Regions from separate parts of the Mus musculus genome. Here all the other regions are linked to region 1. The links are chromatin contacts, called in public Hi-C and promoter capture Hi-C maps. All regions are on one chromosome and are shown on one strand. Each heading gives the region's core, a stretch centred on a gene start, on an enhancer-like site or on the middle of the called end of the contact. The rest is flanking DNA. Distances are from core to core; before and after follow the strand shown.

Region 1 (4,269 bases), core at 486-2,985:
CACGACAGCCAGGGATATGCAGAGAAACCCTGTCTACACAGTGAAGACAGACTCTGATAAGTGCCCAGCTGCCTGAGAAGTGGAGAGTAGCCTGGCAACCTGGGTGAAGCAGAGACTGAGCTGCCTGGAACAGGCTCTAGGAACGGTCACTCTCTAACCTGCTGAACGAGCAGAGTACTCTGTTTCCAGCTTTCCTGAGCTGTCTGCCATCCCACACTGGGATGGGCGCTGATGATGCAGCTGTTGGAGTCATTTCTGTAAGTAACTCCACCAAAACTCACTAGTTCACCAGATGGACTCTACCGTGGTCTGTTGCCCGCTCCCTATCTGCCGTGGGTAATGTTTGTTCCCTAAGAGCAGTGTCACACAACACCTTTCTTTGGTCTGTTACCAGTGCTCTGTCTAGGGTGAGTGGGCACTCTGATGTCTCGCCACGAAAAGCCACCCAACCAAGTCAAAGTCCATCCAATGTACTTCTTTCACAAAGACACTGGCCCACAGCAACTCAGAACTGTCTATAACAATCACTATATGACTGATCTTCAACGGGTCACCCACCGGAACAGGATGTGCGACATGACCTGAAATGACTGTGCAATGCACAGCACTAGAAACAAACCTGAGGGCATTTTCCCGACCCACTGTGCAGCTACCTCCTCCAAACCCAGAGATTCCCCCCTACAGAGAGGGAAGCTCTTAAGCCTCAAGAAGCCCCATAAACCTTATGCTCAGAAGCTTAAAAAAAAATCCACGGGCCCCCAGACCCAAAGTTCTACAGGCAGGAAAGAACTGCTGAGGGGAGGGAGCCTCTTCAGTGGTACTGACTGTAGGTTCGCCTTGCGTTGTGACCTGTATGTGAGCCTTTCATCGATGAAACTGCTTTTGAGTCACTCCTGTTAAGTAACCTTCCCCGGTGCGGCCATATTTAATTCCAATAAGCTCACTGGTTCACAAAGCTAGAGGAATGGAATCATTTTGACCTATCGTGAGTGCCCTAGCTGGGGTAAATGGACATTTGCTCATGGACCGTTACACCACACTACTGTCATATTAAGAGGGAACAAGACCAAAACTGAATTGAGGAAGAACGGCTGTATGGCCCCTGTGATGGTAACACGCATTTATTTGAAGATGGATAATCTGCATGGATATTCCCTTTCGCCGTGGTGAGCCTCCTTACTACTGGCAGATGTACCTGTGAGGGGTGATAAAATATCTAGTAAGGCTAAACTATCTAAAAAATGAAGCATCAGTGGCGGGAATTCCATGGTGGCCATCTTTCTCTGCTTAGTATGGAGACCTACGCCTCCTTAATGAATAAAGGCTACTACCTTTTAAGTGGGGCCCTGCAATAGCTAACTGGATAATGGCTAGATCGCACCCGCTCAAGTGTTCCGATCAGCCGTAGGTAGACACTAGTGGAGTCGGAGGCAGAAATCGGGAAGACGCTGCGCCCGGCCCAGCCGCAGGCCGATGACGTCACCGCGACGCCCAGCGCGGCCCCCGCCACGCCGCCCGGAACCCGTGGCCCCAGCGCTGCCCTGCTCACCTGCAGAGCAATGCCACAGGCCCTCACGCTGCTCCAGACCGTCCCGCCGCTCCCTGCGCATCCGCCACATCGCCACAGCTTGGAGAAAGGCCAGGCCAGGGCTCGACTGCCCGCCGCCCCCACCAGCCGCAGTAACATCCCCCGGCCCTGACCTCGCGCCGCCCCCTGGGCGCGCGCACGCGCAGCAGGCGGATCATAGTGCACCACGCCCTCGGGGGCGCGCGTGCGCAGCTGGCCGCCGCATCGGCTCGGACCTCTCTTTGGGTGTCTGGTTCGCGGCCGTGCTCCTTAGGATCCTGAACCCGAGTGTCGCTTCGCGCTGCCTGACAGCTGATGGCGGATGGTCCGCGGCCAACTTGACCTAGACACCAAGGGCCTTTAGACGTATTTTAAATTTTGCATTGTCAACGACATCAATGGCTTCGGTGGGTCCTCGGGGTAACGCGGCTCACGTAATTAAATTTTGAGGCTACTTCTCCCTGGTTGAGGGTACTAGTATTACCGGTTGGAGGTGCTCCCGGTATTTTACATCCAGACTAGATGTGGTTCGAGACCTATCGTGAACAAAGGAACTGTTATTTGGTGCACGACTTGTCTCATTGATCCACGTCATAGACCCTTGTTTAATTTTACTTAACAACATTTTTATTCCTGCGGATGCGCAGGGAGCGACGGGACGGTCTGGAGCAGCGTGAGGGCCTGTGGCATTGCTCTGCGGGAGAGCACTTGGTTGGTATATAGAGTCACCCCAGTTTTGATTTGCCTGCAGTTGTGCGGACTAGCAATTTGGACTTGGCATTAGGGAGGTGTGGGTGTTCAGGATGAACCAGTTTCTGGACAGTGGGGCTGTCCACGACACACGTGGCATCTGCGTGTACTCAGATTCTACCTTGACTACATTTCAAAGGTACAGATGCCCGGGAGAAGACCATTGTCACCCATAGTGTTAGCAGTCCTTCTATGCTCCGCCCAACGGTTACCTAGCAACAAGGCCTGGCTTGCTATAAAAGGGTCTGTTCCCTCCCAACCCGACCCCTACTCCCATACCCCCCTCCATGTCTTCGCTCTCTCTGCCCCTTCTCCCCTTCTCTCTCTCAGACTTTCTTCTCTCCCTGACCCCTTTCTCCCTCTCTCCCCAACTCCTCCCTCCTTCCTCCTCTCCACGGGTTCCTGGCCAGCCTCTCCTCTCCTCTTCTCTTTTCTCTCTTTGACTGCCTCTACTCCCTTCTCAACTCCCTTCCCATGCCCCCAAATAAACTGTTCTACATTATACCTGTCCTGTGGCTGATAACTCAGGGAAAGGGATGTGCCGAGGCATCCCTCCCGCCTCACCATACCGCGCTGGAGTGGGAGATGGTGATAAAAGAAAATGAGATTTTGTATCTTGTGATTCATGTAAAAGAGTTGTCTATGAGCCCGTGGCCTGGGGCTGAGAACAAAGCAGAACAGACAGGGCTGTTGTTAAGACATTCCTAAGAACAGCTTGATTGTACAAGCAGGGCTATCTTGTCTGGGTCAACACCACCTGGCTGGAACCTCCCCTCTGTCCACTGCCCCTTGATGCCGGGTAAAGTCATACATCAACTGGTTGCTATGTGAACAAGATAAGCCCCTAGCCCACAGGAACAAAGTCCTGATGCCCTTTTGCTAACATGTAATCTTTCTGTTAATGTTTAAATAAGCCAATAGTGTGTCACTATGCTGAATTCCACACCCCTAAGCCCCTTACCCCATAAAAACCCCTAGCTTTCGAGCCTCGTGGCCGACATCCGTTATCTCCTTTGTGGGATGCATGTCGGTCCGGAGCTCCGTCATTAAACATCCTCATGTAATTACATCAAGAGATGGTCCTTCGTGATTTTTGGGTGCACACTGAATCAATCGGGAGTTGAGTGGGTGTTTCCCCACTAGGTTTTAACATTTCGGAGGTCCTACCGAGATCTGTGTGACACCCAAGAACCCCAAAGGACCCCTTGGAGTTACGTTTGCTTGTGTGAGTCTTGTATGTTGTCTGTTGTCTAAGTGTGGCACCGCTGAATTTGTGTCTTGGTTTTTCAGGTCTGAGATTGAGGGTTTGAGTCCCACCTGTGTTACCAGTTCTGGTATTCTGTATTCTGGCAGCTGCCACTGTGGACCGTAAGGACCCTAGTGGCTGTGGGAGGACGACAGTCTGGCCCCACAGGCTGCACCCCTGGAAGACGTTCCAAGGGAGACCCTGGAGGGAGTGCCCAGAGTACAGAACAGTCAGGAGGACCTGGCTGTTGCCTGGCAGAGTGAAGGAAAGAGAGTGTTCTCTCTGCCAGAGCGGGAGTGTACGTGGAATCCCACCTCGTCAGGAAGGGAGTCGAGGTGGAATCCGACCCCGTCAGGAAATAGCGTTTGGCTGGTTGTATAAGTCCAGACTCGGACGAGTGTGCTTAGATATACTGGTGTCTTTTTTCTCTGTTGCTATCTTGTTTTTGTTTGTAGTTTTTGTCATGAGACACAGACACTGTACATTGGAGGTAAAGTAGAATCCCTCCCTGCCTGTCTGTCTGTATGTCTGTGTGTCTGTCTGTCTTGTTCATTTGTGTGTCCTCCATTGGACCACCTTCTGATTCTGTTTTGTTTTTGGTTTGTCTGGTTTCAGGTCTCGTTTTGGTCCCAAGGAGTTGACTGATTATCTTGGTTTGGTTTTAGGCCGGTCTCAGGTTCTGGGGCCTTCCCATGGAGAGAGGTCC
Region 2 (4,269 bases), core at 867-3,366, 1.5 Mb after region 1:
TTAACCCACTTGGCACCAAGCTGCCCTACAGAGAGAACCTCCCGCGAGCACCTTCCAGGCAGCAGGAAGGAGCCATCTTGGAAGTGAGGGTACCACACCACATGTCAGCACAAACAGCACTGCAAGGAACAGAGATGAGCATGGACCATGGAGCCTATCCGGAAACGAAGTGCACGCTTGTAACCCTGTCAGCCATGGTTGCTTCTCTCCCCCCCCCCCCAGCCCCGCCCCCCCTTCGACATATTTCCTTAGGCAGCAATGACAGCCATGGCACAAACGCCCATGGCAGCTTGTTTCCCCCACTGTGCTGATTGAGAGTTTGGGTGACTGACTGTGTTGCCCAGGCATCCACTGTGCTCCTTGTGTGTGTCCCAGAACGTGAAGAGCAGGGTGACTGCGTGTACCTGAATACCTCCTGCTGGCCCCCACATTTAGCTGCACTTTCTTCCCAGTTCCATCTCCATATTGTTTTTGTGGGATGGGTTCAAAAACGCTTGGGACCCGGTCACTTGCCAGCTAGGGGACACTCCCGACACAGGTCACCACTCTGGGATGCGGGTTCCTCCATGGGCAGAACAGACACAGTGTCAGGGGCTGTCAGGGAACCAGGAAACAAGAAGGTAGCTTAAGGAAATAAAAGGAGTTTATCTGTGCCTGCAAGATGACCCACCTGGTGAAGATGATTGCCTGGTGGCTCTGGGACACACGCTGGCAGACAGAAGTGATTCCCACAAGTTGTCCTCTGCCCTCAACATGTGTCTGCATGCATGTGCACAAAGAAATAAGATGTACTTTAGATGTTTATTCCTTTTGGAAAATCAATTTATTGATTATATAACTGAATGTAAAAATAATAATAATAAAGGCTGCAAGGCAGGGTGGCACTCGCCTTTAATCCTGGCACCTGGGAGGCAGCGGCAGGAGAGCTCTGTGAGTTCGAGGCCAGCCTGGTCTACAGAGCGAGTTCCATGATGTGAGTCTGATGTCACGGATGCCAGGCCTTATATCCACAAAGTACAGATGACTAGGATGAAGGGTGAATGAGCTGTGGGCACCAGAGAGGGAAAGAGGGAAGGGGAGAGAGAGAGAGAGAGAGAGAGAGAGAGAGAGAGAGAGAGAGAGGGAGAGAGAGAGAGAGAGAGAGAGAGAGGAGAAGAGGAAAGGAATTGTGCTTCATATTTTTGTATTGTTTTCAATTTTTGCACTATATATGTATATATACATATGTGTGTATGTATATGTGTGTGTGTGTGTGTGTATATATATATATATATATATATATATATATATATATAAAATTTGAGAAAAGGTTTCATTGTGTAGCCCTGGCTCTCCTAGAACTCACCCTGTAGACCAGGCTGGCCTCGAACTCAGAAATCTGCCTGCCTCTCCCTCCCAAGTGCTGGAATTAAAAGTGTGTGCCACCACTGCCCGGCCAGACTCCAATTTTAAAGCAACAGCAGTGGTGGAAGATCTTACACACACGCCACCCATCCCTGTGGGCTCCTTTGGAAAAAAGCATTGGAGGATGGACAGACTGCTCCTCCAGTCAGAAAGAGGCTCCCTGGGGCTGACCCAAAATTCCAAGTGTCATAGCCAGAGCCACCAAATAGAAGTTGTCCCTACGTGGACCCTTCATGCATGAGAAGAACACTGTTGACATCCATGGCAAACCTCTGGGCAGGACCCAGGGCATCCTGTCTCAGGGGAATACATTGGAATCAAGGCTGCGGAGATGGGCCCCAGGAACCTCCAGCTTCCCTCAGCAATCGGGACACCCGGTCACAGCCCCACTCAGCCAAGGCACTGTGCCTCCACCCCTCCTTATGCTCTTGAACCTGTCCTCTCCTGTCTTGTGTGACAGCTCTGTGCCTGCCCTACATGTCCCCAACACAGGGTCAATACTACAGGGGACAGGGACTTTGCCCTCACCCATCCTTCACATCCTTTCCTGCTGCTCTTGGGGGACCCATGTCAAGTTTAGCACTCTGGCAGGCTTGCCCAGCTGTTTACCAGGCCAAAGCAGTGACCAGAGTGGCCTGTTCCCAGCCAAGGCCACTGGGTCCCCAATCACCCACTCCTGAGCTGGGACAGGCAAGAGTTGAAATTTAACCACTAGGTTCAGAGGTTTTAATGAGTTCCTCAAAAGGACAGAGATGCACCTAACTCTGAGGTGGCCCTGACCAAAGCAAGGGCATACAGTGGGCCACTACCCCGTGCTGCTCAGAGCCAAGATGCTCAGGAGAGACCCCCGCAAGCCCTTAGCCATCCTCAGGCATGTGGGACTTCTCTGTGCCACAGGGCCACAGCGCTGGCGTTTCCAGCATTCCTGTGCAGAGGAACACAGCAACTGTGCCCGTAAGTAGATTCTCATACTGTCCCAGGTGAGATTTAATGGTGGTGCAGTCTTAGGGTGGCTTTAAGAGGCAACATGGTTGGCTTCCGTTCTGATTTGTACAATATCTCTGGTATCTGGTGATCCCAAGTGAGTCATTTAACTCTGTGTAACTCGGGGGCTAAAGGGACTAAGAGGTATTGCAAATAACTAGGGCATGCTCCAAGCCTCCAGCTGGGCCCAAGATGCTTCTGGACATTTGAACTGCCCAAACTGCAGATTTTGGGTTTTAGCATTTGGAAGGGCCAGGCCCGGAGGCCTTCCTGTAGACGAAAGGTGACCTTTGAGAGCTTGAGTAAATGGCCTGCCTCCTTAAACCTCGGTTTCCACATCCACAGGGCAGGCAAGATGGATGCTGTCTGCAGCATCCGGTGGGAAGGCAGTGGGAAGCCCGGTGCACACAGGCTCCTCTGTTCATCCCAGGGTGCCCAGCCTCACACAAACCCCAGGACTGCCCGAGAAGCTGCCAGGCCTGGAGGGTGGGTGGGCAAGCAGCTCTTGCAACCCTGACAGCCTGGTTGCTGAGTGCCCAAAGCCCAGAGACTAGACTAGCAGCGGGAGAGGCTCAAGGCTCCAAGGTCCAAGAACTGGCTGCCCACCACCCTGGGTTTTCGGGCTCACGGCTCTCAGGTTGGAGGCTCGTGGCTCTGAGCTTTAACCCCGGCACTTGGCATCTGCTGTAGCCCTTGGCTCTGACCAGCAGTGAGCAGCCGCAGACAGCACTTGCTAGTGTTACTGTGCAGGAATGTGCCTAGGGTTAGGGATCTTCAGCTCACGACAGGAGTGTGTCAGCTGTAGGTGCCATGCCTACAGTGTCTGAAATTTCACCCTTAAGGTTTGGCAGCTCTCTGGAACTCATCTGGTGACCGAGGCTGGCAGCCTCTTACCTTCCATCTTCATAAGGCCTAATGTCACCAGTGTCCCAACCTGGACACTCTGGGACTCTTCAGCTGTCCTCCTAAGGCAGCTGTGGACACTCCTATCAATACTGCTACCTTCTCCCCTCCCCCCTGCCATACACACACACACACACACACACACACACACACACACACACACACACTCACACACCTCTTACCTGCTCATCCCAAACACAAGGTCACCTGAGAGAAGCCTTCCACACCCCACCCTACCCCAGATGGTGTTTCTGTGTAGTCCTGGCTGTCCTGGGACTCTGTAGACCAAGCTGGCCTTGAACTCAGAGATCCACCTGCCTCTGCCTTGAAAGTGCTGGGATTAAAGGTGTGTGTCACCAGGCCCTGCACGAGGATCTTTTTTTTTTTTCTTTTGATCTAACGTTGCAAAATGAGAGGTCAGAACAGGGAGGGGTCAGTGTCCACCAGCTGACTCCAAAAGGAAACTGATAATTAGTTACACAGCCAGGGATGGGTGTGACAGGTTCTGGACCAATTATAGCACAGCCCTGCATGCAAAGGAAAGAGAGGGCTTGTACCATCACAGGCCATTCTGCTGGGTGTTCACCCCCTCCTCAGCCTGGACCTACACAGTTCCAGGGGTGACTGAAATTCACCAAGGCTGGTCTTGTAATCTGCAGTGCTGGAGAGGTAGAGACAAGCAGATACTAGGGGCTCAGTGGCCAGCAAACCTTGAATAATCTGTGAGTTTCAAGGCAATGAAAGACCCTGTCTGAGAGAGAGAGAGAGAGAGAGAGAGAGAGAGAGAGAAGAAGAAGAAGGAGGAGGAGGAGGAGGAGGAGGAGGAGGAGGAGGAGGAGGAGGGAAGGAATGAAGAGAAAGGAAGGGAGGGAGGAAGGAAGGAAGGAAGGGAGGGAGGGAGGAAGGGAGGGAGGGAGGGAGGAAGGAAGGAAGGAAGGAAGGAAGGAAGGAAGGAAGGAAGGAAGGAAGGAAGGAAGG
Region 3 (4,269 bases), core at 915-3,414, 1.1 Mb after region 1:
CTAACCCAGTAGTGCAGGACTCTCACAAAGTTTAGAACTAACCTTTAGTCCTCCTATCCACAATGGTGAACCTGTTCAGGGGTGGAATGACAGTCTTTCAATATCTCTGTCCCCAGCTGCATTTGACATACTGGAAAATGCTTGACTAAACGACAAAACCCCATGAATCCAGGAACCACCTGTTGCATACTAGAAAGAGATCTAATAAAGTTGCCTGTTTGTAAAACATTGTAACAGAACTCCAGAGCAGCGTTCTGCTCTTGTGTCAGCAGCAGCTCAGGAAGGCCAAACTGACTCCAACCACTCTACTACTGACAGAACAGTTATGTCGTGGTCTCCTCACAGCTGGGTCATTTTCAGCAACTGCTACAAGCTACTTAATAGCCTGGCCTGGTGAATTTACCAATTCAGGTTAAAACAACTCTTGGGCAAACATGGGGTATGACTTGGGGAGGGGGGCAGGGTTTCTCATCGTAGCCCTGACTAGCCTCGAACCAATAGAGATATACCTGCCTCTGCCTCTGCCTCTTGCGTTCTGAGATTAAAGACTTGGTCACCACTGACTGGCCTACTACTGAGAAACGTGTTCCAAGTAGGTTTTGTTAAGGAGGCTCGATAACACACAAATACAACTTCTGGAAAACGACTTTTCCTTTGAACCAAGGTCTCACTTTGTAGCTTTGGCTGTCCTGGAACTCACTATGTAGACCAAGCTAGCTGGAACTAAGAGACCCCCTCGCTTCTGCTTCCCCCCAAGTTCTGGGATTAAGGTGTGGGCCACCATACTCAGCTGTGGGAGATGAAGTTTAGCAGAGCAGAGCCTATGTTGATGTCTAAGTTCTGTTATGCCTGGTTAAAAAAACTTATTCATAGCTCCATCCATGTATAGAGCAAGAATGTCAGGATGTTGAAAACACCACCCGCAAAGTGACTTAAGCTCTGCAAAAACTCTTCGGTAAGGAGATGGTCTCCTTGGGATGGTCTGCAGATGACAAGCTATCTCTTTGGAGATGAGCAAAGCAAACTTACCTGCTGAGTGTTCAGGAAGTAAATCCGAAGTGCTCTTAAAATGTTTGAGCATTCCCCATCTACGACTAGAGAGGAGTTTCAGCTTTGGGGACATATTGATTGGTTCCAGAACTGGCTGGCTTCAAACGTGTTCAGATCATTCGCATTCTCCTCTCAGGGGGCTGGGAAATGGGAACTAGCCTAGGGACAGAGAATCTCAACCTCTGCCTTGGGATAGGTAATGTGATGAAGAAGAAACAAATGCCTTCTTCTACTACCCTCAAATGGGTCTGAAGATTACTCTTGTTAATAAGTGCCAAGAAAAAGCTCATTTGAAACAGCTATTGTGCCCGGTAAACTCAGCTGTCAAAAGTATACGGGAAACTAAGTATCTAGTAGGGGCGAGACTATAGGTCTTAGTTTAATTTCCTTCTAGCACTACAATCGCCTGGCTACTTTACACTAAAGAAATGGCATCTCTAAGCTCACAGTCCAAGAGGCGAGGAGGTCACACTTCCTAAGCGACCCGGGACTCTTGGAGCACAGTGGGTCCGTCCAACCTGTGCTCGCTTGAAGTTGCGAGAGCAAGTTGCAGGAGGCTCCAGAGAGTTCAAAGTTCCCTGCAGAGCCCGTCGAGAGTCCAAGCGGGCCTCCTCCCGAGCCAACCTGCGCGATCCGCTCCCCTTTGTGGGCGGCGAACATGTGCCACGCCGAGTGGCCCGGAAGGGAAAATGACAGCTTCAGGAAAAGCAACTTCACCACGGCAGACCGCGGCGCGCCACGGCACCCGCCCGGACGTCCCAGGCCGCAGCGGGCTCGCGCCTGCCCGCTGTCCCGGCCCGCGCTTCGGCCCGCGGCTGCGCACAGCCGGGGGCGCGCCCGAGAGCTCGGGAGGCGGCGCCGGGCTCCGGGGCCTCGCTCCCGCCGCCGCTGGGGCGGCCTTCTCCCCGCCGCCCGCCGGCCCAGCTTACCTCAACGCGAAGACGGGAGGCGGCCACGGCTCCGCTGTGGTGGGGGCAGCGTGGACGAGACGTTCCTCAGCCTTTTCGCTCCTCACTGGCTCCGGCTTTGGGCACGACGCGGGCGGAACAAACGGGCTCCACTACCCGCGGGGGCCGGCCATTGTGCAACGTCATCAGGCCGCGACGGCCGTCTTGCGAACCGGCGGGCTTCCCTCGCTAGCCCCGCCCTCTTCCGCACTTCCTTCCGGCCTCCGCCGGCCTCGCCTCCGCGGCGCGCGCTCCCAAGGCTCTGCTACTGCGCAGGCTCACCGAGGTCGACCCCGCCCTCTAGCGGGCCTCCTGGCGGCGCGTGCGCAGTCGGTGGCTCTTCGTGGTAGTTGCTTGGGATGAGATCAGATGAGGAGCAGGCGGGATGCGTGCCGGAAAGGGAAAGCCCTTTGAGGCTCTTGGTGAGTGCGAGTGGACACTTCCAGGGTCTGAAAACTTAGCATTCGTTTCTTCAGGGCACGAACTTTCTGCCTTATTAAATATCAATATTTTGCCGGGCTGTATTTAATCCCAGCACTTGGGAGGCTGAGGCAGGCGGATTTCAGAATTCGAGGCCAGCTTGGTGTACAGAGTGAGTTCCAGGACATCCAGGGCTACACAGAAACCCTGTCTCGGAAAAAAAAAAATCAATACTTGACCAAAAGTGTTTTGGGGGCTGGAGTGTAGCTCTGAGGTTGAGACAGCACCTGCCAAGTATGTGCGAGGCCCTGGTACCCTCAAAAAAAAAAAAAAGATTTTGGAGTTGAAGGATTTAGATCCTCTTACCTGTTTCTGTGACGCTAAACATCTCTGGCATCGTTAAATTACCGTGACCCAGTGTAACCTCCCTGGGGAGGACTTAAACTGATTGGGTCATTTTTCAGTCCCCTCCTACTACCCAGATGGGGCTCAGCTGCTGGAGCCCGAAGTCCAACCCCCCCCCCCCCCCATGACCTGATAAAAGGTACGGAGATCATTAGGTACTGACCCCTTGCAAATTTTGAATCTGATCTTGGTCTTACTGGTTAGGGGCTGCCTGTCTTCCTCAAAGTGAAACCACCCGGATGCCCATAAACTGATATAAGGGGGGGGGGGAGTTCTGGTCTTACAGTCCTGCATTAATTGGGCCACAGAAAGGGATGAAGTTCAGACACATGCTACAAACACCGAGGACGCCTAGGAAGGCGCCAGTCATGACAAGTCGAATACTTTTGACTCCATAATGCGACTGAACTATGCCGCCCACCCTCCAAGTTACTTACATGTGAAGTCCTAGCACCAAGCTGGTATGGATTTCAAAGCAGAGCCTCTCCGTGAGGGTATAAAGGTGGGGTCTGGATCTCATAGATTGGTGTCCTTCAATAGATACCAAGGAGAGCTATTTGAGAGATCATGCTAGTGCTGGGATTAAAGGTGGCTGCCAATCAGGTCAGACAGAAGGTTCTCCCTCTCTCTCCCCCCTCTCTCCTATGTATGTGTGCATGTATATATGTATATCTCTTTTCATACACCACCACCACCACCATCTGAGGAGACAGTGAGAAAGCAGCCATCTGCAAGCCAGGATTAGGCCACGCTGGCCTCCCACCTCTGGAAGAAAATTAACACCAACTGCTCAAGCTACCCAGTGAAATGAGCCGAATCAAGCCAGATTAGATCTTATTCAAGCCAGGTTTACTGGGAAGCTGCTTGCCCGCGAGCTCACTGACCCCAAGGACTGAGGCCAGGGGAGTTGCCAGGTCTGCTTAGCTATGTAAAATATGCACCTTGGTCCCTTATAATGGGGTCTAAAACTAGACATTGTCCACCTGCATGCTACCATGCTCCCCTCCATGATGATGGACTGACTAATCTCTGAAACTGTGAGCCCCTAATTAAATGATTCCTTTTTATAAGGAGTGCCTTGGTTGTGGTGCTTTTTGACAGCAATAGAGCAGTAACTAAGAGACCAGACTTGAGTAGTTAGCATGGCAGTGCAAGCTGCATAATATTCAATTTATATAAAAATATAAAATAGGCGAGATGGCTCAGCGGGTAAAAGCTCTGACTGCTCTTCCAAAGGTCCTGAGTTCAAATCCCAGCAACCACATGGTGACCCACAACCACCCATAATGAGATTTGACGCCTTCTTTGGGTATGTCTGAAGACAGCTACAGTGTACTTATTTATAGTAAGCGAGCAGGGACTGAGAGAGCAGGGTTGACTGGAGTGAGCAGGGGTCCTAAGTTCAATTCCTCACAACCACATGAAGGCTCGCAACCACATACACACT
Region 4 (4,269 bases), core at 1,040-3,539, 1.0 Mb after region 1:
CAGAAATCCACCTGCCTCTGCCTCCTGAGTGCTGGGATTAAAGGCGTGTGCCACCACGCCCAGCTGAGTGTGTGGTTTCTTGTCTCTTCCTGGCATGGGTCTATCTTCTGAGACTGGTCTGAATGTGAATGTGTGGGCCACTTCTCCATCTTCTCATGATCCCTAAAAAAACAAAAAAAAAACCCTCCCTCCTAGTAGACCCCTGCGCTCCTCACCCGCGCCATCCCTAGCCCACCCAGACCACCGTATCTGAGGAGCTGCTCTTCTGGGCTTTCCGTGCACAACTTCATGAACACGCTTCTGCCTTCTTCCCCAGGTTCCTAAAGGGGCTGCAGGTGGCACCTGTTCTTCTCTCTGATGAGCTGAAGGCCGCGCTGGCGGTGGAGCCCAGCCCTGGTGGGGTCCAGTACATCATTGCCACTCAGGTGAGGCCAGTACACACGGCAGGCACCCCCTTACCTGCCGGAGGGAGGGAGGATCCAAGCCTCCCCCACTGTGTCTCAGGGCGGAGGCAGAAGCCCACATCAGCCACGGCACGGAAGTAGCCACATGGCGTTCTTAGGCTCAGAGTCATTGGACACTGTCTGGTTTACTCATTTCCCCTCAGTGGTCATTTAGGGACAACTCGTAGAGGAGAGCGGGGGCGGGATGTGAGGGTTATGTACTCTGGACAGAAAGATGATAAAAAGCAGTCACTTGCCAGGAGAGGTAGATGTTGGGGTCCCTGGGAATCTGCTCTCAGGATGTAACCCACCACAAGCACGCCAGCATCCCCGCGTCTCCTGATCCTGCTCAAAGAGGCTTGCTCTGGGTCCCTCCTTTCACACGAGATGAGGGTCACTAAGATCCCCACAATCTAGCCCGGAATGGAACCCCAGGCAGCTTGAGAGGCTCATCCTGCGCAAGCTGGTGTGGACTTACCACGAAGGGACCCACCCGTGTCTCACCACCCCCCCCAATCTAATCCTGCCTTAGAGTCTCTGACCTGTAAAGTCTCCGGAGCAGCGGCTACTGCCGCACCCCATGACTGGACACTGATTTTTCTCCCCCCAGGTCGGACCAGGACCTCAAGTCCTAGACGACACTCATGATCATCTGCTAGGCCAGGATGGACTGCCACAACGGGACCTTTGACCTCTTCCACGTCCAGTGCCATTTGGAGAAAGGGGTTGCCCACTGGAACTCGGGAGCTGGCCTGCTGGTCAGCCTCTCCTGAAGGGCTGCTTGATGATCGATTATACTGGGGGATGTCGAGTGTGATGGGCAGCCATCTAGGCGATCACGGGAACCCCTCTCAAGTGCCTCCGGTTCCCCGCTGGTTTCTGAAGGGCTAGCTGACCCACTCGATGGACCTTCCAGCACTCCAGACAGCTGCTCATCAGGGATGGGGAGTCGGTGCCTCCCCCCTCCCCCAAGATGCTCTGAGGGCCTCAGTAACCATCTAAGCGTGATGGCTCAGACAGCGGTGCCTCTCTGCTGAGACTCAGGCCACAGTTTCTTTATAAAGCCTCCTGGTGAGGGTAGGGGCTGTCGAGCCCACAGGTAGGGTCCATTGTGTGTGTGGGTGCCTCATGAGGGTGCAGTCAGTGGACCTGAGGACCACAGGAATAAAGTGTGCTGTTCCTGCCTGCCCGTGTGGGCTGTGCTTTCTTCTTTCTTCCTAAACCAGCGCTTTAGGGTCTCTGGTCTACTGATCTGCTGGGTCCTACCCGCCATTGAGTTCAGTCTTGTTTCCCTATGTAGTGGAGAGGTGGGGGCTGAAGTGGGTCCTGCCAGGAACACTTCCCACTGCCCACAAGCCAGCCCCGTGAGAGTCTCCTGCCACCTTGTGACCACCCTAAGTCATACCCCAGCATACATGCAACAGCTGCTGGAGCTGGTCTAGGCCAGAGGAAAGAGACAACAGAACAACGGTGTTCCGGTGTTCTGTCCCCTGCTTTCTGGGTTTTCCCAGCCTTGCACACTATGGTCCCCTACCCCCACCCCGTAGTCACGTGACCCAGGACACACACCTGCCCCAGCTCACAGTGGGTCGGAAGTAACCTCATCTCCTTTTAGGGAGCAGCCTTTATCTGATAACTAGAGGAGCAGGTGGATGAAGTGACTTACGCCTCTGGCCCTGGGGGGGTACGGTCACAAGTCACAAGCAGTCACAAGTGGCCCTGGTACTTTCCAGCTGGAGAGAGAGGTCGATGGGGAGACTGTCCCACCCACCAAGGCTCAAAGGGAAGGTGCAGAGGAGGCCTCTGGGGCACAGCCCGACAGGGCGGGGCCTGAGCAGGGGGCGGGCCGATCAGTGAGGACTTGCGAAGTGGGCTGCAGAGTTGGACCGGGCTGCTGCGTGTGCGCAGGGTCCTCGTCATGGGGCAGATCGAGTGGGCCATGTGGGCCAACGAACAGGCGCTGGCGTCTGGCCTGAGTGAGTGAGGTGGGCTGCGGGTGGAGGGGTTGCTCAGGACCCGTGGGGCACCGCGGGGGAAGCAGGGCTCGGGCTGGTTCTGCGGACCTCAAAGCGCGGATCCTCGGAGAGACCTACCGGGGCCTCCGGGCACAGGACGGGCGGTGGCCGCTGCAGGCCGTGCTCGGCCGCCTGTTCTAGAGGCGACCCCGCCCTGCACCCTGTTGGGTCCGCGCTGGGACCTCAGAGGAGGAAGTTGCTTACAGCTGGGGAAGAGACATTCACTCGGTGGTTTCCCGCCTGGTTAGGAAAACCCCCGGAAGACCCTCTTCTGCGCACAGCCCACTTGGCCAGGAGTTGGGACTCTGGCCTTGAGGTCACTCGGGCTCCGGCTTCTCCCCGAGGGGCCTGGGATAGGAGCTAAGCTCATCCTAGAGGAGCAATCGGCTCCATCCCACAAGCGAAGTGTGCGCAGAAACTATTTCACAAGAGTCTGGACACCCCTCAGAGTGATCTTAGCCCTGATGGCCTGCCGAGTTAAGATGCAGGACACTAGTCTTTAGTCAGGTTGACACTGGCCGTGGCTTGAACAGTTCAGCTTGTCTGGGAGGTTTGCCAAGGGGCAGTGGGACCCCTGGGCTTCACTGTACCAGGAAAGGAACCTAATAGACCAGACCATGAGCAGCAGGCCTGAGACTAGAAACTGCAGACATGCCTCAAAGCCGAAGGGAGCCAGAAAAGACCTGCCAGGGCAGGGAGGATGGCCCAGACCCCCCTCCACTCACCCGGGAATAGCGCATCGAAGAGGTGATAGAGAAATCTCCCCCAGCCCACGCTGGAAGCTCCCGTGGAAGGCCTTGCAACCCCAACCTTTTGAAAATGGCGCCCCTCCCCCACCTGCAGTCTCCCTTCTTACCCTTCCCAGCCTCCTGCCAGTAGTGGTTTGTCCTGTGACCACTATGGACGGTTTCAAAAGTTACCTCCAGGAAGTGGGGGTGCCAGACACACCTAAGGGTGGGAAGACCTGGCGAGCGCTGTCCATGCAGTGTCTCCTGTCCTCGTGTGTGCTAAGGTCTCTATGTACTGCCTCAGCTAATTGTTCAGGGTGTTCAGGCTGACACAAGTCTCCTGTGCTGAGGAGTCACAGGCTGTGGCCACTTACTTTCTCCACCGAGTGTGACTTCCGCTAACTTTTCTTTTTACGGGAAAGCACAACTGTCCTGGGAAGGTTCTGAACTGTCTAGGTCCAATCAACAGGGATGTACTTTGTTTCCTTTTGTTTTTTTAACATTTGATTTTTTTCAGATTGTGTGTGTGTCTGGCCATGTGTGTAAGTGCGGGGGCGCTTGCAGACAAAGGCTAGAAGAGGGTATTGGAACCCATGGAGCTGGTGTTACATACGGGTGGCTCTGAACTGCCTGATGCGGGTGCTGAGAACCCCACTCAGGTCCCTTGGAGAGCAACCCTCGCTACTAATCCCTGAGCCATCTCTCCAGCCCCCTATTTTGTTTTTTTCTAAATCACAGAAAATTCCATCTGTTCTGGCCCCATTACCTGGCTCCATCTCAAGACGAAAGCCCGTTCCTGACCCCCCTGCTTGTCTCCTGGGCTCTTCCTGCCTTCCTTGCTAGGTTGCTCCTTCTCTGTCTCTGAGTTTCCTGAATGTGCACGGGGAGGGGGGCGGGGGGGGGGGGCTTTTTGTACAATTGGCTGGGGTCACAGCTGATGCCTCCTTTTCAGTCTTGACTCAGATGCCACCTGCTGAGACATCAACCTCAGATAGTGGGCTTCCCTGGGATTGAACCCTCTGTTACAGTGTATCACTTCAGCAAGCCAGGGGCTTGAGAATCAGTCCTTGGGTCTCCCTGTTG
Region 5 (4,269 bases), core at 1,186-3,685, 1.0 Mb after region 1:
GTCAGCGCTCTCTGCCCCCTTCTGAGCACTGAAAACACCGGAGAAAAAGGCTTCACCCGCACACAATGGTGTCCAGACCTGGCGCTGTTCAAGGACTCCCTCTACAAAGGCTATTTCCAACTGAAATCTCTTGATAGCGAGCGGAACGCCTTCTGTAGATCAAAGACCCTCTGCAGCAATCCTTGCACTCAGTGTCAGGCCAAGGGAGTGGGGAGGCTGAGCCCGCCTCCACCCTCATTCTGAGCTTTTCCTCCGGGAAGAGCAGGAGGAAGATGGACTGGTGAGGCTATCTGCAGATCACACCTCCCTTAATCAATGCACAGTTCTGAACTCCAGACACCCCGGGAAACCACAGGGAAGGAAGGTTGTGGCCCTGAGAGCGGGGCCATGACAGCTGTGTCCCCCACGGAGGCTGTGATGGGCAGTCTGCTGGACTTCTGGAGGGCAGACCCAGTCTGCTGACCCAATGCTTTCAGGATGTCATCAGTGCAAGTTATCGCGGTCCTCTGGAATGGCATACCACAGAGTGTTCCTCTGAGAGAACACCAGAAACGTATTTGGAGGCCAGAAGTCCAACATGGAGGTGTATCAGCAAGGGAAGGGGACAAGGGCTCCCTCGTTGCTAACCACTCAGGCCTTAAGCCTCTATCCCAACTCTCCCACCACCCCTGTGCACACCAAAGTCCCATTGCCCTCTTTGCTAGGACATTAATCAGTGGGTTAAGCTCTCTTGAATCTGCAACATCTGTAAAGATTTAGCATCTGAATTAAATCACACAGTTGAATACATTGAATAGACACAGTCCGACCCATGAGTGACACTATCTATTAGCTCTGGCAATATACCAGGGACCAAGGCATAAACAGACTGCATCTCCTCCTGTGGGCCGGTCGGTGGGAGCCCCCTGTGAGGAAGCAGGTGGAGTTGTTGGGTGAGTGTACCTCACTATTGTCAGGGCTGCTGGTTTTCCTGTGGCCCGCTCCATGTGCTTCTGGGGGTGGCTGAGATCTGCGTGGGGCCCTGCGTGGTTCCCAAACCTGTACTTCTGCTGAAGGAGCAACACAGCGTGCGTAGGCAACAGACAGCTTGTCTCAGCCTTTTTAGGAAAAGCCCTGAAGAGGCTTGTGTTGGCTGAGGCAAGCCTCTCTCCCGCTGGGAAGGCTTCCCACAGCCGTGGGCTTAAGAATTTTAAACCCCAGTGCTGGAGACAGCTACTACCTCTTCCCTGGGGCTGCATGAAGCCTGCTGGCCTGTAACTGTGAGTCATAGCTGAAGAATGAACTTGCACAGCAGCAAGGTGAGGGGGCTCAGAGAAGTGGGGATCTCCAATTTCCTTCACGGTAATGGCTTATGAATGTCAGAAGCCTATTGGGGCCCCGCCTCAAAGGTGGGCCCAGCACCTTTCATGAAACTGGCAGTTCCCCTCAAGCAGGCCAGATCATCCCTCTTTAAGGAGGTTAGGAGATGAGCTGGGAGAGTCAGCCCAAGGCTACGCATTGTGTGGGTGGACAGGAAGGATATGCAAGTGCAAGCCGGTTTAGGAACCATAGGCTTTTTATCTATGCCTGGAAGGGGAGAGGTTACAAAAAAGGCTACTTACAAATCCAAGGTACAGGGGAATGGGCAGCCAGCAGGAATGTGTCCTCAGATAGCCTTCCCACAGATGCCCTATTTCCACACAATTACACCATAACAAAAGAGTACTTGCAGCCACATCTGACCAGCCAGGAGTGTGGGCTAATGTTACCAGTTCTGTCGACCACAGAACTCTCAGAACCTTGCTTTTCTCCCAGAAACGGAATGACACCAGCTACCGTGCCCTGCAACCGTGAATGTGAACGCCAGGGTGACTCAGGCCCCTTCCCCCACTGTCTCCTACGCTGCCGACTCACCTTCCCTTCCCACCTCAGCCCACAGATGCCAAGGAATGTGGGGTTATAGGGTAAAGTTCAGTTCTGGCCACACAGCCCTGCTACTCAGCCACAGACAGACACACCCAGTTGGTGCTCTGTCCACCTACCCCAGAGACTGTCCCACCAGACTCTAACGTCGTAAACATCCACACGGAGAGCCTAGACAACCAGACAGGGCTGTTCCGACTCTCCTGGGCATGGATTATAAAGGATGCTGGAGAGGTTAGGGACTCTGCTCGGCCAAGTTGGCTGGCACCTGTCACCTAACCCTGAACTCTGCTCTTTCATCCAGGGCAGGTCGATGGCGAGCCCCCGCGGGGTCGGTGCGTGACCATGACGCGGGCCAGCGGAGTCCCGTGGGGCAGACACCGCCGACCACGCGGCGGGTTCCCCGCCCGCGCACCTGTCCTGGGCGTGGCTTCGCGGCCCCGCCCCGCCGTGCTCCGCGCTGGTTGGCTGAGGTGGTGCGCTATGCTAATGAGCCTGACCCTTCTCGCACCTGCCGGCCGCGCGGCCCGCCGGCGCCGCCAGACTCTGCAGTCGGTAATCCCGCTGCAGGCTCTGGCTAGACTCTGCCTGCTCTCGGGAGGGGACCATGCCGCGCTCCTTCCTGGTGAAAACGCACTCCAGTCACAGGGTCCCCAACTACGGGAAACTGGAGACACTGAGAGGTAGGGGTTGGCCGGATCTCCGCCCCCAGCTCGCAGCGCTTCGGGGCTGGAGGCAGCTGGGAAGTCCTTGGGAGCTGGGTCACACCTGCCCCAGGTGAGAGGGGAAGGGGCTAGAGTTTTCCATTTCAACAGAGGAGGAGGTTCCCCTTCTGGCTTAAGACTGGGGCTCTAAGAGGGATGTGCCCAGGGCAACTAACTTCTCTGCTTCAGAAGATTCGGGCATGCCTTGGGCTCCCCACTTGGCAAAGTTTCCTGAGCCCCAGATCTCCCCGGAGCTCTCCCTGCGGACTGCTCAGCTGAAGTCCTGAAGTCCTCTCTGTGCAGGTCTGGAAGGGTCCAAACTTAAAGTATGTCCCAGGCGCTGTATACACCCACCTAAAGAAGGTCTCACTAACCACAAGGCCAGGAAACTTGTCCTACCCGCAGATGGTGGCTGGTGAGAAAAGGCAGGACTCCCCCAGAGCATCCTGCCTCGTGGGTGGTGAGCTCATTGATAGAGCAAACAACCTCTGGTGGTCTTCGCTCTTCCCAGAAGCCTCCTTGCTCTCCTGGTGCAGTGACCAAGGAAGAGCCGACCTCCACACAACAGGCTCAGTTGTCCACCTTTACGGCTAGGTTCAGGGGCTTTAGGTCTGAGCACCTGAGAAGAGAACCCTTAATCTTCAGAGCCAGCCTGATGGTCAGAGCTACCCCCACTCAGGTGGGCAACTTCTCAGAGAAAGACCTACTAGGAAGTTGCCCAGTGCCTCGGGACACTTTGGATGTCGGGCCTCAGGCCAGCACCCCTCATATAGCCCCAGCTGGTGGGAGTTCTTGGATCAGGCCCCATCATCACCTCTGCTGCCACCAGGGGGTGCTATCTAGGACCCTGCTCTTGGGGGTGGGGGAGACATTTTTGATTCAATTTAGTGAGTCACCAACAGCAGTTCTATAACAGACGCTATTAGAGTGTGATTTTTCTTTTGGTTGGGTGGTTGGGTCTCCTTACAGAGGAGGTAGAAAGTTGTACTTATAGTGAATGTAGTTTTTTTTCCTTGTATGGAGGATAGAATCAATGCCCCACACAAGACTAGTCAAGCACTTACCACTGAGCCATGCCTCTGGCCCTAGGCCATTGTTTTAAGAGTTAAAACCTTAGATTGCACTTGGAGAGCACATACCAGCTTACTTCCTTTTTTTTTTTTTTTGGTTTTTCGAGACAGGGTTTCTCTGTGTAGCCCTGGCTGTCCTGGAACTCACTTTGTAAACCAGGCTGGCCTCGAACTCAGAAATCCACCTACCTCTGCCTCCCAAGTGCTGGGATTAAAGGCGTGCACCACCACGCCCAGCTCCCCAGCTTACCTCTTAAATGGGCAAATCAGGTCCTGCAGGGCCCTGTTTCGGACAGGAGGTTCCCAGAGTAGCCTTAATGCCCTTTAGCGGTCGCTCTTGGCTTTCCCAGGCCCCCATGGTCCCAGTGACTCTCTTCCTATTATGATGTCTCCCTAGAGTATACTGAGGTGCTGAGGCCTGGAGTTCTCCTTCCCTCCTCCGAAGGGGCTTCAGGGATTCCTCAAGCCACGGGGCATTGATACCCTCATCTCCCGGCAAACCAAAGCTGCAGAAATCACCAAAGTGCAAGACAACATAGGAAAGGCATATGCAGAAGCCATGGTCGCTCCCACCTGCATGAGGTTGCTTTCCT

The links. Promoter capture Hi-C pulls out the DNA fragments that hold promoters and counts their contacts. Hi-C and Micro-C count contacts between places; a contact is called where the count stands out from the background. Capture Hi-C pulls out chosen DNA fragments and counts their contacts.
Region 2: a contact with region 1 is called in a promoter capture Hi-C map of liver, with 2.4 times the contacts expected there. The contact joins the promoter of Car5a here to the promoter of Afg3l1 in region 1. A contact is called at or near these places in 2 of 39 promoter capture datasets (embryonic stem cells and pre-B cells) and 1 of 9 other capture datasets (liver).
Region 3: a contact with region 1 is called in a Hi-C map of CD8 T cells, with 4 times the contacts expected there. The contact joins the promoter of Zc3h18 here to the promoter of Afg3l1 in region 1. A contact is called at or near these places in 4 of 39 promoter capture datasets (the C10 cell line, cranial neural crest, liver and 1 more), 2 of 484 Hi-C or Micro-C datasets (CD4 T cells and CD8 T cells) and 2 of 9 other capture datasets (adipose tissue and liver).
Region 4: a contact with region 1 is called in a promoter capture Hi-C map of liver, with 3 times the contacts expected there. The contact joins the promoter of Cyba here to the promoter of Afg3l1 in region 1. A contact is called at or near these places in 2 of 39 promoter capture datasets (liver and pre-B cells) and 2 of 115 datasets of contacts at active chromatin or transcription factors (embryonic stem cells and stem cell-derived neural progenitor cells).
Region 5: a contact with region 1 is called in a promoter capture Hi-C map of embryonic stem cells, with 2.6 times the contacts expected there. The contact joins the promoter of Snai3 here to the promoter of Afg3l1 in region 1. A contact is called at or near these places in 2 of 39 promoter capture datasets (embryonic stem cells and pre-B cells), 2 of 115 datasets of contacts at active chromatin or transcription factors (embryonic stem cells and large pre-B cells) and 1 of 9 other capture datasets (embryonic stem cells).

What each region holds. Positions count from the first base shown.
Region 1 is chr8:123,475,328-123,479,596 of GRCm38.p6, reverse strand. It overlaps Afg3l1 (AFG3-like AAA ATPase 1), which reads right to left and starts at 1,735. Exons shown (of 17, transcript NM_054070.3): 1 at 1,550-1,735. The coding sequence starts at 1,687. Gm39275 (a long non-coding RNA gene) reads left to right here and starts at 4,222. Exons shown (of 2, transcript XR_879317.2): 1 at 4,222-4,269.
Region 2 is chr8:121,942,759-121,947,027 of GRCm38.p6, reverse strand. It overlaps Car5a (carbonic anhydrase 5a, mitochondrial), which reads left to right and starts at 2,116. Exons shown (of 7, transcript NM_007608.2): 1 at 2,116-2,358. The coding sequence starts at 2,235.
Region 3 is chr8:122,374,511-122,378,779 of GRCm38.p6, reverse strand. Zc3h18 (zinc finger CCCH-type containing 18) reads right to left here and starts at 2,164. Exons shown (of 18, transcript NM_001029994.1): 1 at 1,980-2,164. Gm39270 (adenomatous polyposis coli protein 2-like) reads left to right here and starts at 1,696. Exons shown (of 2, transcript XM_030243895.1): 1 at 1,696-2,419. The coding sequence starts at 1,709. The coding sequence ends at 2,347.
Region 4 is chr8:122,430,960-122,435,228 of GRCm38.p6, reverse strand. It overlaps Cyba (cytochrome b-245, alpha polypeptide), which reads left to right and starts at 2,289. Exons shown (of 6, transcript NM_007806.3): 1 at 2,289-2,419. The coding sequence starts at 2,362. Mvd (mevalonate (diphospho) decarboxylase) reads left to right here. Exons shown (of 10, transcript NM_138656.2): 9 at 317-425; 10 at 1,054-1,633. The coding sequence ends at 1,134.
Region 5 is chr8:122,458,855-122,463,123 of GRCm38.p6, reverse strand. Snai3 (snail family zinc finger 3) reads left to right here and starts at 2,435. Exons shown (of 3, transcript NM_013914.3): 1 at 2,435-2,585. The coding sequence starts at 2,510.